2 separate regions of the Zea mays genome follow, and region 2 is linked to region 1. Evidence: chromatin contacts called from public Hi-C data. All regions are on one chromosome and are shown on one strand. Each heading gives the region's core, a stretch centred on a gene start, on an enhancer-like site or on the middle of the called end of the contact. The rest is flanking DNA. Distances are from core to core; before and after follow the strand shown.

Region 1 (5,633 bases), core at 1,575-4,074:
TCAAATCAAACTCCACAATTCAACTCTAGTTTTTAGGACTTGTGAGAAGATCGACTTGTGTTCTTTTGTTGTTCTTGTTGCTTGGTTGGCTTTCTTCTTTCTCTCGTTCTTACTCTCAAAGCCTTGTAGGCGAAGCAAGAGACACCAATTGTGTGGTGGTCCTTGCGGGGTCTAAGTGACCCGAGAAATCAAGGAAGGAAGCTCACTCGGTCTAAGTAACCGTTTGAGAGAGGGAAAGGGTTGAAAGAGACCTGGTCTTTGTGACCACCTCAACGGGGAGTAGGTTTGCAAGAACCGAACCTCGGTAAAACAAATCACCGTGTCATCCGCCTTATTTGCTTGTGATTTGTTTTTCTCCCTCTCTTTCGGACTCGACTTTGTTTCTAACGCTAACACCGGCTTGTAGTTGTGCTTTAAGTTTGTAAATTTCAGATTTGCCTATTCACCCCCCCCTCTAGGCGACTTTCAAGTAGGAAGGCATAGTCTCTGGCGACGTTGTAAACTTCGGATGATGGGGCGTGAGGAGGGGCCGAGGATGGGGAATGGGGCAGGATCACGGGGGGTCGCGCGACATCTCTGCTGGCAACACGAGGTGGCAGGTGGGGGTGGGGAGGCAGGCGGCCGACGCTTCAGGGATCACCGGGACGGCAACGGGTCCGATCGGATCCATGGGGGATTGCATCGCGAGGCGCGATTTGCCGGCGAGGATGGTGTCGCCGATGGAAGGGGACTGCAGGGAGCGGGGCTTCGTGAAGGAGAGCGGGGCACACGCGAGGATGGAGGGGGCACCGCGATGCGAGATTGCCGAGGGGGAGCGCCTTGATGCGGATTGCATCGCCGCGCCAGGGGGAGGGCGAGGGCGGGTGCTTGCCGAGGAGAGGAGACTGCGGCGAGGAGGGGAGGCGAGTGGAGATCGCGGCGGGGAGAGGCGGGCCCACGTGCGAGCGAGGGGGGCGGGGGCGGGACGGTGGGGTGGATCTCGTGGGCTGGTGAGATTTTCACGGCGGGATAACGGGGCGGCGCGATGAGATCGCGGTAGGGAGAGGCGGGCCTACGTGCGAGCAGGGGGGTGACAACGGGATGGATCGTGTGGGCGGACGAGATTTCCGCGGCGGGACGACGCGGCGGGACGATGTGCGGGAGCGGGGGCGCTGTGGAGTAGAGGGGAAGTGGGTGGGGATCCGCGGCGCGAACTTTGGCAGAACCGTGCACCAAAATCACTGTGGACGCCTACGGTAGGGTCTTAAGGAGTAGTAAAGATATATGTCCGGGCCGCTAGAATGCGTAACACCCTACTTCCTATTGAGGCTGTGTATTGGAGTTGCTTTGGAGTATATAGATTACATATGTGCTGTTGTGGTGCTAAGGTGTGGTTGATGAGGGCTGGTGTATGATGAGATGAGATGTTTTGGTAGGGGTACTCTCTCGGCCTTATATAAGTGACCAGAGGGTTATTCCTTACAAGTTGTGATCACTATATATTCTACCTATCTCCTCTTTTATCGCGGCCTGTAGTTCTGCTTATCCGGAGTTTGATCACTTCCTTAGCCGAGTTGACGCCGAGTGTTTAGCCCTTCGGCTGTGTGCAACTTCTTCAGTCGAGATATTAGCTCTTCTGCCTACGCATAACCCGGATGTTTAGTCTTCGTCTTCTTGGATCGAGCTTGCCTAACCTGGTTGTGGCCCGATGACCCATCCTGCAAGGTGGACCATCAGGAGGCCCATCAGACGGCCCGTGACATGTTTCTGTGTTCGTGAGGACCCGAGGATATCTACCCCCAACACCACTAAAGACAACACTAGGCATATAGTAAGCAGGAAATCAACTAAGTGTCAGTCAAGATAAACTAGATGAACTACCCTAAACGATTGTCACTCATCATGCTAGAAATATATCTGAAATAGATACCAGTTTAAATTCTCAAGATTTATCAGATTTTACAGCGGATTACAAATTTCGATGAAAAGCATGTGAGTGCGAGAGGTTGTAAGCATTGTCATTGTCTAACTTTTCAACCGGGTGTAGCCTATGCAACAAAGCAATCAGAAGGTAAAGACACCGGTTTTGATCATCCACCACCTACTCGAGTTCATCCAAAAGTGGAAATAGAAGCAATCTCGATACAATGATGTGGTGACAAATTCAAACTCATCTCGATCTTTTTGATTTTTTCACTTACCTTGATTTTGCTTTAAGCACAGATTTAATGAATCAAGCCAATGAATAACTCAAAACATGAGGCATAGCCACCTAGCATACTAGTGACAATACAAAGAATTTCAAACACATCCTATACATGCTAGGTGCCAATCTCAATGGGGAGCATGTTTTGGATTCAACAAGTAATAGTCAAGTTCACAATTATGAAAAGAAGCTTAGCTCAACAATATTGTATCAATATAAGCAAACAGAGCCTAAGCATGCCAAAGCATCATCATGTATACAAAGAACATACTACTAGGATCATAGTCACATTCTAGCATATACACAAGTGAAGGTCAAAATGCTACATGAGATACATATATAATACAAGAATGAAGAAAGAAAGACTAAAATCTACATGAAAAACAACAAAAACAAAAACAAAAAATGGAGCCCTTGATAAAAAAGGAACTAGACACCTAATTCTCCTCTTAAAATACTATATTACTATATCAGCTCACGAGCCGATCCAGACTCAGTTAAAATTGACTCGGACTAAAGAGATTCATGAGCCGAGATTGAATAAGCCCGAGCCGACTCTTGAGCCTCGAGTTTTTTTTTTCGATCCTAAGGTCCCCGGCGGCCCGGCCGGAACAAAACCCGTTCGATGCGTCTCCGCCGTTTCAGGACACAATCAAGGGCTAGAAGCCACTACAGGCCCAAATTCAGCCCATACCCACTCTCCCATCCACGAGACCACAAGCCACACCAAACCCGCGTTCATCGACGGACGAGCTCGCCGGCGAGAGAGCGACTGAGATGGAGGCGGCGGCAGCGGCGGCCGGCGTGGAGCTGGGCTCCTCGAAGCCCCAGATCGCGACGCAGGCGGAGATGGCGGAGGCCCGGGTGCCGCTCGCCTACCGCGATCAGTGCGCGCACCTCCTCATCCCGCTCAACAAGTGCCGCGTCGCCGAGTTCTACCTCCCCTGGAAGTGCGAGCCCGAGCGCCACGCCTACGAGAAGTGCCAGTACGAGCTCGTCATGGAGCGGATGCTCCAGATGCAGAAGATCCGCGAGGCGCAGGAGACCAAGGTCAAGGGCGGCGCCTCCATTGGCCTCATCCCGGCCACCGCCAAGCTCGCCTGATACGGGTCCCAGACCGATCCGCTTGATTTAGGTGAGCTCTGACCCCGTCACGCCGTTTCGAATCTCTTCTTTCCGGGATTTAGCTCGGCTGCTGTGGCTTGAGTTTGTGATTTGGATGTGAAGGCCACATGTTGTCTCGGGTACTTAGGGATTCCGATTGCATGAGTGGCGAATCGTGCGCCCTTTTGTCAGGGGAAGCAGCATTGGGCGGGTGGCCCGTCAGCGTTGGCGTGGATATTATTAGGTTAATTTGTAGACATTTCAGACTAAGCTGCTGACTGAATGGTTAGGGTTTTCAGGAGCTGCTGTAGCCGTGTAGCACTTGCAGAGCTAATTTAGGTAGGGTGAAAACAGAAACGTGACTCTTGATTCTTGGTAGCATAATTCAAGCTTGCTGCAAATATGACGAAGTTAAAACGTGAAATCAAGCCACTGGGATACATGGACATTTGAGATCAGTCCAGATCTCTCTCTCTTTTTTTGCTGCCCAGTGCTTGCTGCAGTTCCAACCATTATGCTGTCATATGTTCATATATTGAGTTGTGATGTTCATGTATCATGAATACACAACAGTGCTAAAATGTTTAGAAATCAGTCTAGCTGGTAGGAAGCTTAATGGAAATTCATCATATCTTCCCTGCGACCTGAATTTGGGGCTTCCAAACTACCTGAAGTTGGTTACAGATTCTAGATTACTGTTTGGTGATATTAGGACTGGAACTCTATTCTGGCTTGTAGCTTCTCAAGTCATTGGAAGTGATTTAGACAAGGCCTAGATTTTTGTTTGTTGGACCAATTTTTAAATCTGAAGCTTTGTGCAATTAAAGCAGATAATGTACATAGGCAGCAGGTTAGTTTAGCTACGCAGGCTGCCATTCCAAACACATCGTTGCAGTGAAGCATCAAATCTAATTAAAACATGTATGATAAACATGTCATAGCTTACCTATGCCAATAAGCAGAATATTTCTCAACTATATCTATAGGTTGCTGCAAGCAATATTGAATTTGAAGGAACTTGCCCAAGTTTCATTTTATAACACATTGAGGTGTCATGTCGATTAAATTAAATGGAGTTGCCAATTCATATCACATTTTTTTATTGTACCTCCACTTAGCACTTTTGCAATACTTTCAAGAACGTTAGGTCTTTTGGTGGGTGGTGGTAATATACTCGTCTTCAGGGGGATGCCACATGAAGAAACAAATGCAGTCCTTTTAGCTTCATTGTTAGAGGCTTTCCAGTCCTTTTGAGATGAGCTCTTCAATACACTGCTTGTACTTTATATCATTTGATCTTAAATACTTTGTGACAAACCCCCTGTTCTTCCAATTTAATCTGGTTAAGTGCAGTAGAGCATCTCTCTGCATGACTGTTGCATAAGTTTTGCTGGTTCTTGTGAGTTCATTTCATAGCAGGATAATGCAATACCAAAGTGATGCTTGTATACATTATACTGGCATACTGCATCCACTCTTCCTATATAAGCAACATAAATTAATTACCCTAGGGGGTTCATCTGTTGCCCATTGGGCTTGCCTTGACTATCGGCAATCGTTCCTCTAGCAGCAGAATGGGGAACCCCTTAATGGCATTGAAAACGGTACCCTTTAGTGGATATTGAGATTTTACTTTTAAGCTTTTGGGCATTGTATTCAATCACTGATATTTCCATAAAAAGGATAACCACAGGTTGAACTTTACAATGGGGTTTGCAGTTACTAGCATAATATGGCCCTGTTAAGCGGACAAGTGCTGGTAAATTTTTATTTCCATTTGCCACACATAATTCTTAGTTCTATTTATTTACTATATTAGCTTTCCTTGTGTTGCTTATGGCTGGATACAAGCTCAGCGTGATGTTAGTAACTGGCCTGGTCATTAGCAATCGTATGGAAACCAGGGACATGGAATAGGAACTCTCTTTTGTGAACAATAGCTGCTGTCAGCCTGTCAGTTTTACTCTGTGCGCATCTAATGCATGATAGATTGAAACACATCGGATGTGATGTTTAAGGAATCTTTTGTATCGGATCTGGATCATATGGTCACAACCTTCCCACTGTAAAACACGTCTTGTTAGCTTTTCTGCAGTCTTGTCTGATAATTCCATTTGCATGCCATGACAACCGACAACATGAACACAAACGACATAATAATAATGGCAATAGTGCATCTATACCTAGTCTCTTTTGGCTTGCCAATGTCCATTTGTGTTTGGTCAATACCTCGGAGGGACTCCCAACACGTATATTCTATGAAGTTCATCTTCAGAGTTATGTTATGCCCCCCTCCCACCCCCCAATGAAACTTGACAACTACATTTTTTTGGTGGCTCTGTAT
Region 2 (5,633 bases), core at 1,208-3,707, 280 kb before region 1:
GTCTTGTAATTTAGACGAGTGAGTAGGTTTCAACATCTTTAACAGCACAACATTTCTGTCTACACAAATAATGCAAATGACACAGGCGCTTAAGTTGCATGAAAACCTTGCAGAATCAAAATGACCAGTCATCAACATGGCATACTCAGTATGTCATACAGTTCAAACATTAATGAGAATATGTCATACATTTTATTATCAATGGTAAGTATGAATTGCACATAGAGCCATACCATGTCATTATATATCTGAAGCCGATTTCTGACCACCTCTTCGGTATCATCAGCTCGGGTAATAAGCTTCGACATGCAGTTGTTTGGGGGCAACAGTGGTGCCATGTAGATTGGTGGGAGTCCATTTTCACCCTTAACATCAATGCAGGCCAAATTGAAGTTCTTTCCACATTGGCCGCAAATCCTTCTGCCAAGGCACTTCTCTACTATAACATCTTCTCTTAGTTTCAGATTAACCACCATATCAATGTCTGTAACGCCATCAAGAATTTCCTGAGAGGAGGAAGTAGTTAGTTCAAACCACCATGATCAAGTGCATGCTTGAACAGGTTTCTGTCAACTGCTAACAACATGTTGCACCAATATCAATGAGTTCAAATAGAAACAATGGCGGCAAAAATGTTCAAATCTGTACCCGCAAATTAAGTTAATATTCCTGCAGGAGGCACAATAATCACAAGAATTATACTTAAAGAAAAGGTAACCACATACTAACAAAAAGAGTACATGCTATCACAGTGCCACAGTAGTTGGGAATAGGAAAATGTGAACTATTTGCATTGCATTACTCACATCATTACCAAACAGCAATTAAAACATTAAGCTTTCAGGAGACACCAGATCACTGATTTCAATGGTTACTAAAAGGAACAGACTAGGAAGACCTGATTCAATTGCAGCAGAAACTGAGAAACATGTGAACTATTTGAATAATATTTTTATATTGCACCAAACGCCAGAACTAAGTTGAAGAAAAACATTGAACATTCAAAAGTGATCAGCATATTGAGTTCAATTGCTAGTAAAAGGAACAAAATAGAAGGTAGTGTTCACAATATGTTAAAGATTCTCACCGCTTGTTTTACTGTACGGGGAAAACCATCAAGAATAAATCCTGATTCTCCCTGGTCTTCTCCTTTCTTAAGCCTTTTGGACAAAAGATTGATGATAATTTCATCAGAAACTAATTTCCCCTGATTAACAATTTCAGCAAGCTGCGAGAAAAAAAATATCACATCAGTTTCAAAGTGAAAAATATGAAGGCCTATTGACCTCAATACACATGTATTGAGGTGGATTGACTGAATTAAACTAAGTTACACCCCAATCCACCTCAACACATGTGGATTGGGGTCAATGCTAGAGTACCCAAACAAAGCCGAAAGGACAATCAGATACTAACCCATACAGTCATGGAATCAATGAACTATGAATCTACTCATTTACAGTAAGTTTTTAAATAGAGATGTAGGGCGAGCTTTGCAAGCTAATTGTTAGCATGAAATGAACATGGCAAAATTACAATAAAAGTAGCCACACACTTGCAACCAAACCATAATCAAGGCAAGTTTATTAGTGAATTGTTATTACTCTTCTAGCAAAAACACTATTATGTGAAGAGCCATGTGTAATGTTAGTACAAGTCGTCCAGCAAAACAGTATTGCACAGGAGAAGCAACTAGAGTCCCTTAACGGCTCTAACCAGTAACCAGACGTGGTTTTCTGAATAGACTGTGATGCCCAAACAAAACTTGGGGTCAAATTCAATCACAAGATTGAGCTGAAGCCTGCAACCAAAGCGTATTACGTAAGGTCAAATTCAGGCAGCAATGTTCAGATCTATCAACAATTTCGCGTACTGATCCACACTCGACACGAGGCGACCTCAATTCTCTAGCTAAATAAGCTCAACCATGTCGCTGATCCACACAACTAAATATGAAATCCAGATCAGCGCAGAGCAGAGTGGGGCCGATCTGGACCGTAGAGGTTCGGAGAGGAGGCTCACTCTCACCTGCGTAGCAAGTGGCCCGGTGGAGGCGAGCTCGTCGCGAACAAGATCCCCCGTCGCGATGTGCGGCACGCCGAGGAGGCGCGACAGGCGGCTCGCGTAGGTGCCCTTGCCCACGCCGGGGCAGCCCAGGAACACCCACTGCACGTTCCTCTCCGCCGCCACCGGCCGCCTTGCTCTCTGCTCCGCCGCGAATGGGAACCCGGCGGCCGCAGACGGCGCCTGCTCCGGCGCAAGCGACGTCATGCGCCTCCTGACCGCCGCCGCTGCCGAGCCACCGGGGGCGACTGCCCGGAGGAGGCGCTGCACGGCCGCCATGGGATGCAGCGGAGGCGGAGGCGGAGGCGGGGGCAGGGCGATGGTTTTAGGGTTCGGCCCTGGCCGTTCCCGTCGCGTATTTGTATGTGCGGAGGCGACTGGGAGTGAGATACTGAGATGCGACGGGGAGGGAGAGTGGCTTGTAGAAGAAGGTGGGTCGATTGGGGGCGTGCAACCGGTCTACCGTGGTCCGGTGGATGGGTCGGCCACTCGGCCCCACTGGACGGTAGCGAAGCGACGACTGCGGCGGCGGATGCGAGGCGATGGAGCGGCGTGTGGGACGACGGGTTCATGGCGCGTGGTGGCCGCATGCCAGCCGTTAGCGCTGCACGTCGTGTCCCACGCGCCAGAGGGGGCTCGGTTCGCATCTTGCTCTTGTGCGAGGCGAGTCCGGAGAATATTCGTCTCGCGGCCTCGCGGGTCCACCCCATGGCTTAACTGAGGTCACGGGAGATTGGGCTGCTGTCAATTTATTTTACCACGAACCTTCGCGTGCGCTAACGATTAGTGCTGGAACATAGGTCGTGCATTTTGGACCAGTAACAACGATTATGATCTAAAAACAAGAGAATAATGCACGGTCCAACACGAAATAATATATGTTAGACTAAAATGGCCCGTAGGCAGGCTTAGGCTGGGTCTCAATATAGTCCAATGCAGCTTATATTATTTAGTTTGTTTAATTTAGTACCTATGGAGTTTATGTGGTTGTGATATTTGAACTTTATGTGGTCAAATGATGCTCGTATTGTTTAATATCTTTAATCTAGGGCTTTGTTTGGGAGAGCTTCACTTTAAAGCTTCACCATAAAACAACTCTATCAAATTGTTAAAGTGAGTTTCAGGAGCGTTTGACTTGCACATGGACTCCGGCTTCTATAGTAAAATTGATTTGTGTGAGTTTTCTTAATTATCCTTGATGATTAGTAGGTTGTCGCGAGATAGAACGGATGTTGTATGTTGTGTAACCAGTGGCATGGTGGATAATTTTCGTGCAACTTCATGAGTAGATATAAAAACAATATTTTGAAGCACCCTCTAAGGAGCTTCATGAATTTATTGAAACTGGTCTCCAGTTTCAATTTTTTTAAAGCTAAAGCTCGTGGAGCTGGACCTATTTGGGTGGAAAAAGTTTGAACAAAGTTGAAATTCTTGAATTGAAGCTCTTCCAAACATAACCTTAGTAACCTATAGACTTTATGTGGTTGTAATATTTGGAATTTACGTGGTTTAAATATATGGGTTGGGCTTAGACCGGCACGGCCCAACGAATACACGACATGCTTTTAGGGCGGGGCTGAGCTACTGTTTTTACTCTCTAGGCTGGTACGATATGGCCCAAAAGTTTTTAGGCCTTTGTGGCCTAAAGCACGATGGGCTCAGGCCAGCACTGTCTGATTTCTAGCACTACTAACCATACGATAAATCTAAAAGACAATAAAGTCAATCGTGATATAAGTAATCAAGATAACGAAGGTAGCAAAAAAATCTGAATCTTTTTTTATCTTAAGCTCTAAAATCGTGATAACTTTAAGGCAAATCGAAATATATTGAATATACATCAACGATAACGAGTTTATGAAAATGTTAAGTATCATTGCAAACAACATCATATCTATCATATATTTGGAAAACGGCTAAACCTTGATGTACTTATAATTTATCATATTTCTTCTAAAATGGTATCTTTGGTTTCATTGCCCTTGCACTTATCAATTCTACCAAAAATTAGCCCTCAATATACAATACATTCTCAGTCTATACATTCAGTATTATATATCATTAAACTCGGTTAATAATTAATTTTAAAATAATGATATTTAACAAGTATTAAAACAATGAGGTTACTCACGGTGCAAGTGAAAGATAACCTTATATCATTCCACTCGCGCATAAAGTTGATAATAAGAGAGCTTATCAAATTCCTACAAATAAAAATAATGTGTTGTTACATATATATGTAGCCAAAATTAATTAGTTGTCTCTATGACATAAAAAATTGTTCTAATTTTATTGGAAACCATGTTGGTAATATGCGACGTCACAATACATATTATCATTCCATGTAGGGTTGTCTAATTCCATGGCAGCTTTCATATTATTGGCAATATTATGTATTTTGTGAATATAGTACATGATTGGATGATTACCCTTAAATCACGGTTGTATAGGCCTTGGGTCCATTATATAGTTGCTTCTAGTGTCTATGTTAATGTAACATCCTGATTTTTGGGTATAAAAAATTCTTTGCTCTAAACTCAAAATTCAGGTGTTACTCACTCATTTTTCTTATCTTTCATTTTTTTCTAAATAATGGAGAGTTATTTTGTTTTATATATAAGTGTTAAGTTTGGTAAAATAAAATACTAGAGGAGTTTGATTGTTGCATTTCATGCTGAAGCATATTTTTGTTTGCTAAAATGGTCTTGGTCATTTAGAAGAAGGAAAATACTAAAAAAATCGAGGTATTTGTCGTGCATGATCTAATATAAATATATACTAGGATATACATATGCTTGTTTTGCTTAGTTCCATCTGCGCACTTGTTTAGCTTTGCGCATGTACCCTCGTGGAAAGAATAAAATAGTTTCGTAGATGTATTATGAAAAAAGAATAAAAAAAGATGACAGTTGAACAAAACCCACTTCGGCGGGCTGTCCAGCGACCGAGCGAAAGCCAGCCGGTCTCGAACCCAACCCAGGTCGCGTCCATAAATCCAAGCCCCGCCCGCCCCGCCTTCTTCTTTTCTTCCTCGCACCAAAGTCGCTGGAATCCAAGCCCCCTTGCCCGTCCGTACTCGACCCAAAGCTCTCTCGCCAAAATATAACCCGCGCTCATTCAAAACGAGAACAGTTTGCTTGCCGCCGTTAGGGTGTCCTCGCTGGTGCTGCGCAGCGGGAGCGGGGAGAGCTAGCGTCGGAGGAGAAGGACGATCAACGGCGTCGTCGGCGATGAACGACGCGCATGAGTCCGGGGTCCCGTCCGGCATCGTCCCCATCCTCCAGTGAGTCCCGAGCCCCGATCGCAGATTGGTATTCATTGTTTACAATGCATAAAAAAATATGTTTAGCCCTTGATATAATTTCATTTTTAGATCATTTTCTCTGTGCCACATGTTATTACGCCGAAGTCACACGGGCTCGACGCCGTGACAGGTGAGGCATCGGGTGCTGCGTTGGCGCCTAGCTCGACATCATAAGACACCAAGAATTAATTTAAACGACTCATATTCAACATCACATTAATAAATTAATTACATATAATATCGTAAATTTAGCACGGGTCCGTTT

Evidence for each region. A called contact is a pair of places that touch in the nucleus more often than the background predicts.
Region 2: a contact with region 1 is called in a Hi-C map of leaf, with 2.3 times the contacts expected there. The contact joins the promoter of LOC100280768 here to the promoter of LOC100283425 in region 1. A contact is called at or near these places in 4 of 25 Hi-C or Micro-C datasets (bundle sheath, leaf and leaf mesophyll).

The regions. Positions count from the first base shown.
Region 1 is chr1:6,493,489-6,499,121 of Zm-B73-REFERENCE-NAM-5.0, reverse strand. LOC100283425 reads left to right here and starts at 2,824. Exons shown (of 2, transcript NM_001366674.1): 1 at 2,824-3,320. The coding sequence starts at 2,963. The coding sequence ends at 3,289.
Region 2 is chr1:6,775,715-6,781,347 of Zm-B73-REFERENCE-NAM-5.0, reverse strand. It overlaps LOC100280768, which reads right to left and starts at 2,457. Exons shown (of 4, transcript NM_001153689.1): 1 at 2,029-2,457; 2 at 1,088-1,228; 3 at 234-506. The coding sequence starts at 2,343. It overlaps LOC103631568 (TATA-box-binding protein 1-like), which reads left to right and starts at 5,295. Exons shown (of 6, transcript XM_008652451.2): 1 at 5,295-5,347. The coding sequence starts at 5,295.